Linked DNA regions of Mus musculus: region 1 is linked to region 2. A link is a contact called in public HiChIP or PLAC-seq data. All regions are on one chromosome and are shown on one strand. Each heading gives the region's core, a stretch centred on a gene start, on an enhancer-like site or on the middle of the called end of the contact. The rest is flanking DNA. Distances are from core to core; before and after follow the strand shown.

Region 1 (3,381 bases), core at 11-2,510, 110 kb before region 2:
AAGAAGGTCACGTGACTCAAGCTTTTGGGAGCCACATGGTTAGTCTGCTCCCTGGCCATCACCGCAGCCACTATCACATATTCCTGCTGTCACGATACTCTGCTTCACCCTAGGCCCAAAACAGTGTCTCTAGCCAACTTGAACTGAAACTTTTAAAACTTTGACCTAAAGTAAATATTTTCTTATTCCAAGTTACTGTCTCAGGAATTTAGTCATGATAATGAATAGCTTACTAATGTGAGTATAGAAATGCCATTAAACAAACCATTGTGTTATCTAACACCCTGAATGCATCTCGCCAACATATACAGAAAATGAAGCCCCGAACAAAGGAACCTGTGTCACTGTTATGTATCACTAAGATGCTCATTCAACTCAAAGGGTCCAGCTTATCTCCCTTTCATTTTAAGAAAAAAATATATAATCACATTTCCATCCTGAGAGGAACAATGGAAGAATCTCTCCACAAACCTTAGAACAAAGGGCTGCTGATTTCATGGTCAAAAGCTCAAAGGAGGAGAAATAAATCACACAGAAGCCTAAAGGAGCCCATTAAAAAAACAGGGGTCACCATGAACCTAACAAATGTAAACACGCCAGAGTGCCAAAGAGAATGTACAACACGGGGAAGAGCTGAGGGTGAGAGGGAAGAGAGCAGGTAACAAGGAAAGGACACATGATCTTTGTTCAAATTACTCTTGCAGGTTCAGAGCCAAGTTGGCAGGACTGAAGGGAGGGGAAAGGATTTCCCCAGTTCCCACCCTTTCCAATTAATCACTGTTGCAGGGTGGGGGCTGGGGGGAGCCAGGCTGGGGCTGCCGCTGGACTGTAAAGAACCAGATACTTTTGTAACTATGAGCCGCCCCAGTTGCAGCTATTCAAGCTGAGACAAGATGGGTAATTAAATTCCAGGACCCTGAGCATAAATTGATTATGTCTTGGGGTCAGAAAGGAATTCCCGTCTCTACCCCCTACCCTGAACTTGGGACTCGTCCCAAGCATAGCACTCAACAGACAGCATGCCTTCGACCTGTTGGCAGGAAGCCCCTGGAGTCTACAAGCCCTTATCCCAAAAGCCGAACCTGAAGCTGCTCGTGAATGCCTCTCCCTGACCGCTGCCCCCATATGCTGAGAGCAAACTCTGCCTAAGGAAGCTAAGAGTAAGAAAACTGTCGAGGCTCCAAGTCTTCTACCAGGGAGAATGAGCCCTGGTAGCTAATAGAACATGCTGCATTAAGTCTCCTCAGCCAGGGTATGCAGATTTCCAAGAAAGTGGCTTCCAGATGGACACAGTCTCTGCCTCACAGCTTCTCCCACGCCCCTCCTTGTACTCTGTGCTCCTAAAAACCGAGCTCTTCTTCTCTATTCTCCAAAGACGCTCCTGCCATTTGCCATTGTTGTACAGTGCTTAATCTGTGTCGTTAATTTAACTCAGATTAACTGTCTGTTTCCAATCTCTGTCAAAATCTCTCATAAGTGATCTGTCATCTCAAAGTCTGTCTGGGTACATTTTGTCACACTAAAATAGAATGCAGACTGGGCGATTTATAGAGAACAGAAAGTTGTTTCTTGAGGCTCTGGAAGGTGGGGAAGACCCTCCAAGAGTGCAGTGCCTACATTTGGCCTAATGAGGAACTTCTTGCTAGGTCCTCACAAAGCAAAATATGGGAGAGCTATCTTGCCACCTGCTCATGAAACATGTTTCAAAAGGGTTGTAAATTCATTAACAAGGAAGGAGCCGTGCTGGGCCCCATCATTTCTTCCAAGCCTTGCTTCTTTATCCTCTCACCTCTCAACACCTGGGCTCTGGAGGGGATTTGTTTTCAACATGACTTTAGGAAGGGATCAAAGCTTTTCGAGCACACCCAGCTGATTTTATAATCCAGCTGCAAGAAAGTTGTAACAGATTTAAAGGTGACAAGATCTGGGTCCCTTTACCTAAATCCAAATATTACCTTTCTTAACCAAAGGGAAGCATATTCTATGTTCTGAGTTCTGAATTCTTGGCCCTCTTTTCAAAGCCCTCATCTTCAAGGTTTAGAAGGTTTAGAAAATCCATATTTTGAATTTCTACGAGTCATTTTTAAAAATTAAAAGTCCCCAAAGAAAAGGAAAAACAAAATGTAAAAGGCACACACTTTACACAGGGATGATATTCAAAGGACCCAATTAGCATATAAAAACCACTTGGAATGGCATACGAAAACCATAGTGAACTATTATTACCCACAATCCTAGAGGAGAAGGAGGGAACTGCCAGTGTTGGAGATGATATGGACAGCTCATCATGGAGGGGTGCGGACTCATACTGACCACAGCCCGACACAGTACAGTGTAGGACCATACAGTGCCGTACCATAAGACAGCAAAACTGAGTGAACCTCCACAATATAGAACAACGGAAGTAGTGAGTGGTAACATGGAGTAAAAGAAGCCAGACAAAGGAATAATGCCGTGTCCCACTTAGACACAATGTAAAATGGGCAAAATCAATCACTGGTGGCAGAAATCAGGGTGTTGATCATCTGGGGGGGGGTTGCTGAAGGACAGTGGTGAAACAGGCACGAGGAAGCTGGTTTCTTCACACCAGTGGTTGCTGTGTGGGGGCTCATTATATGAAAATCCCTTAGACTACATACATTTACTTCCCGAGCTGTTTTGTTTTGTTTTTTTTTACATGCACCTTATATTTACATTTGAAGTCCATTTTAAAGCTAGGCATGGTTGCACGGCACTCAGGAGACTGAAGTAAGGAGGGTCAGAAATTTGAAGCCAGCCTGCCTGACTTCAAAGAGTCAGACCCTATGGCGGGGGTGACTATTTAACTATTTTTAAAAGTTAATTTGTATGAAAAAAAAATCCCTCTGGAGTATTTAAGATTAAATGCATGTTTGAATCAGCAACATTTTCCTATTCAAGCAAGCAAGCCTCCTGCACACTGTTAATATCCAGGTAGGCATGTAGCATAGCCTCCAAGTTAGTTCTTTGGTATCATTACATGGATGTATTCACCCCAAGAGCCCTTTGATGTCTGGCTCTGCTGTCTGGCTCTGCTGTCTGGTAAAAGGCTTATATGAAATTGTACTTTAAAATCCTTTTTAAAGGAAGCCTTCCCAAATCGTAAATGTGAACAAGGCTGAGTTCATCTGAACCTGTTTTTTCTAATAGCAATCACCCCTACGTTCTCCTTCTTCTTCTTTTTTTCTTCCAGTGATAAACCTTGAACACAGTAGGCAAGAACACCAGCACTGAGCTAGCCTCCAAAGTCTTCTAATTATAGTCTTAAGTCCACTCTTAAACCGATGTGATTGATGGGCCAATTCACGCTCTCAAGAAAAAAATAAACCCAAAACATTGAGCTGTCCCATTAAAATGACTGCA
Region 2 (3,295 bases), core at 335-2,834:
CCAGGGACCATTTCCCGTGATTGCTTTTGGGGTCTTAAAAAACAAAGTAACAATAACAAAAAACTCACAAAACACCTTTTCCTCCATGCCATTCCTAAAACGCTGAGAAGAGAAAAATCACAGTAGGGAACATGAAGCATAGACGGCCCTAATGAAGAAACACTAAGGAGAAATGAAAACAGAGAGAGAGGGGTGGAATGGCCAGAATCCACAGGACAGGTAATTATCTGCTTTCACTTTTAAAGATGGACATCGGCAAGAGATTGCACTCAGGTAAAGTTTCATGGGTGTGGATCTGATCGCGTTCACCAGGCTCAAATGACTTTTGGAAACTTCCTACAGATAATTCAGAGACCCACCCCCCCCTAAAGTTTGCTAGTCACAAGTTTGGGTAACTAGATTTGGGGCTAAGCAGGGGTGGGGAGAGCAGGATGGATTTACCATTTAAGGGGGTGCTTCTGTCTGTAGGGTAGGGAAGAGGGAGCAGACAGAAAGAAACTCAAAGTCTAAGAATCAAGGTTGCAGAAAAAAACTGCAGAGGTCTTAGAAGGGAGAGAGAATGAGGATGCAGATGGGAAGGAAGAGGACCGGCTGGTCAATGCTGAAGGCATCTTGGAGGGGCGATAGGAATTGCGTTAAGAATGCTGCTGCGAGTCTCACTTACATCCTTTAGAGACCTCCTGGGAACTGAGAGCCAAGGTTGCAAAGCCCCCAAAATCATCCAAACCATTCCTGTCCCAATCAAAGTCACCACTAAAGGACCACTGGGCTAGAGTGAAGTGTTGGGGCCCAGTCTTGACAAATAGCACATGGTTCAATACTGGAGTGTGCCCACGCAGATAATTGTTAAAATTTGGCAGCTATGATTTGGAGAGAGAGGATTACGGCAATAATAATAATAATAATAATAATAATAATAATAATAATAATAATAATAAATAGAATAAAAGAATACCGGAGTGAGATTATATTGGCAGACTCGAAAAAAGTCTGTGTAGGGAGGTGGGCAATAAATCGCTTGGAGGAATACGGGACACCCAAGGCTGTGATGGAGTGGAAAATGGATGCAGAACGAATACAGCAGAAAGTACAACAGGTGCCGGAGAAGCCTAAGTTTCCAGCCCAGGGGCTTTGAGAAGAGCAGCTCCTCTAAGGCCAGTGTCCCACTGTGCCTAGTGGCTGCCAGTGCGCCCGGGTGGGAAGCTGGAAAGAGCACAGGGAGGTGACCAGGGTGTGGAGACCCCGCAAACCGGGGCGTGAGAGTCACTCACCCCATTGGCCGCAGCCATCTGCACCACGATCTCAGTAGCCGTCCTGCTGAAGTACCTGCCGTCGCTGCCCACCACCATGGTGCAACCCTGACGGTCGCGCAGGTCGATGGACGACAGCACACTCTGGATGAAGTTGGGCAGGTAGTTGCGCTGGCCCTCGAAGAGCCCTGTGGGCCGTCGCAGCCCGCCGCCACCGGTCGGCCGCTGGTCCTCATAGGGCGCCGTGGGCACCGTCAGCACTGGGATGGGGCTCCCCTCCATGGCGCCGCTGGCCGGTCCTGCCGCGGCTGCGGGAGCCTCGGGGATCTGCCGCCCTCCCGGGCCCCCGCGGTCTGGCCTTGCTCCCGGCTCCGCCTTGCGCCCTCCCCGCCCCTCTCCACCCTCCCGTCGCTACTCTCGGATTGTCCCCCTCAACGTCCCAGAGTGGAGTCTGCCTCCACCTTCAGATAGTTTTCTGCAGCCCAGCTCTTTTCCAGAGGATCGCCCAGCTGTCCTCAATTCCTTTCCCCAGCTCGCCTGACTTTGGGAGTGTCTCAAAGCCAAGCTCTAGGACCAGCTCCTGTGTCCCCAGCCACACCACACTCTTGAGTCCAGTGCCCCGACTCAGCCTTCCAGCTCCTCCAGAGGCCCACTCTCCACTAGAAGACAGCCTGGCACTGGAGTCTGAGCTAGCCAGGGGCCTAGCCCACAGCCCTCTCTCCCCACACCCTGAGTCTGCTTAGCTCAAGTGCAAGTTTCTCTCCCTAGTAAGGACAGAGAGGGAGGTGGGAGGGGGCTAAAACCTTTTGCCATCAGAGAACAGCCCTAGCCAAAAATAACCCTGGAAAGGAGAGCTGAGAATTGTTAGGCTCTGCCAGAGGTGAAACTGAAGGCTGGGCAGTGAGTGTGTGTGTGAGTGTGTGTGTGTGTGTGTGTGTGTGTGTGTGTGTGTACACTCAGCAGGAACATTTGTTGTGCAGAATCATACCCTGTCGGCCCCTTTAGTCCACAGGACCTACCCCAGCATCTACATTTGTAGCATCTCTCCAGGTGGGAGTTTTGTTTTGTTTTGTTTTGTTTTGTTTTGTTTTCATTGTTGTTGTAACTGCAACAAACACATACTTTCTTATTCTTTTCCTGCTTGTCCTTCCTACACATCTGCTTAGAAATCGGCTTCCCTCACACTGCATCTGTCCACGCTACCGAACTCTGGATAAAATACTTTCGGTAGGCGATTAAAACGCACTTAATGTCCACCAGGAATGAATGAACGAAGCCAACTGAAACAAAGGTGAGGTGCCACCTACTGTGCTTGGCCCCCTTGCCTGAAGCCTTTCTTTCTGATCCTCCTCAAATCCAAAACCAGGAAAATCTTCATATAGAGAGGAGTGAAAAGGGAGGGAATTAAAGGGGGGGGTGGGGACTGAGCTCGGCACACGGCTGTGAACCCAACCATCTACAGTGTGTGGAGAGACAGAGGACAAAGCAGAGAAAGCTTCGCAGGAGGTGTGGGACTAGAGTAATTCCCAAGATTCAATGCAATGGGAAAGGAGGGAAAGGGAGGCAGGCCAGCTTCATAAGCACCAAGGCTGGCACGTCCTTCATCCCCCGTCCTAGGTGGGCAGAGATAAGAACCCAGTCCTAGTCTCCAGGCTGGATGCTCCTGTGCTGAGCTCAGCTTCTTTACAAGGTGAGTCAAGAGAAATGGGGTGCTCTCTGACCTAGGGATGCCTCTCTGCCTTCTCTGAGTCACTAGCACCACCCCGAAGTCTTGGTGTGAAACAGGAGCACCTGTGTTGCCTTTCTTCTTCAGTATCTCCTTGCTGCTGAGACAGCACCAACCACCATCTTTACACCAAGCATACGCCAAACTCAGCAAGACCTGTGTTTCCCCAGTGAGATCCTGGGATAAAGCAACTGTTGAAAGCCGTCATCCCCATTCCATTCTTATAGGACCATAGAGCACGTTCGTGCATTGAAGACCTTGGAGGCTCTGCGGTAAAGAGCCTGCTTCAACTTCACTCTGGCATTCCAACTCTTATTTA

Evidence for each region. HiChIP or PLAC-seq counts read pairs in DNA pulled down with a chosen protein or histone mark.
Region 1: an H3K27ac HiChIP or PLAC-seq map of heart atrium shows a contact between it and region 2, with 5 read pairs. The contact joins the enhancer-like site here to the promoter of Pgm5 in region 2. A contact is called at or near these places in 8 of 39 promoter capture datasets (the HPC-7 cell line, cranial neural crest, embryonic stem cells and 5 more), 4 of 15 datasets of contacts at CTCF or cohesin (the NIH/3T3 cell line, large pre-B cells and pro-B cells), 6 of 484 Hi-C or Micro-C datasets (the AML12 cell line, the HL-1 cell line, embryonic stem cells and 1 more), 7 of 115 datasets of contacts at active chromatin or transcription factors (bone marrow-derived macrophages, cardiomyocytes, craniofacial prominence and 3 more) and 5 of 9 other capture datasets (adipose tissue, embryonic tail, liver and 2 more).

The regions. Positions count from the first base shown.
Region 1 is chr19:24,753,026-24,756,406 of GRCm38.p6, forward strand. The region is part of intron 6 of Pgm5 (phosphoglucomutase 5); the gene reads right to left. Among named protein-coding and RNA genes, the nearest start is that of Gm38581, 47 kb to the left of the region's middle. Within about 2 kb of position 1,261, at least 10 of the 459 cell types and tissues checked have an H3K27ac peak or open chromatin away from gene starts, as enhancers often do. A contact at or near this core is called in heart atrium and uterus, where this site is marked.
Region 2 is chr19:24,860,258-24,863,552 of GRCm38.p6, forward strand. It overlaps Pgm5 (phosphoglucomutase 5), which reads right to left and starts at 1,585. Exons shown (of 11, transcript NM_175013.2): 1 at 1,272-1,585. The coding sequence starts at 1,532.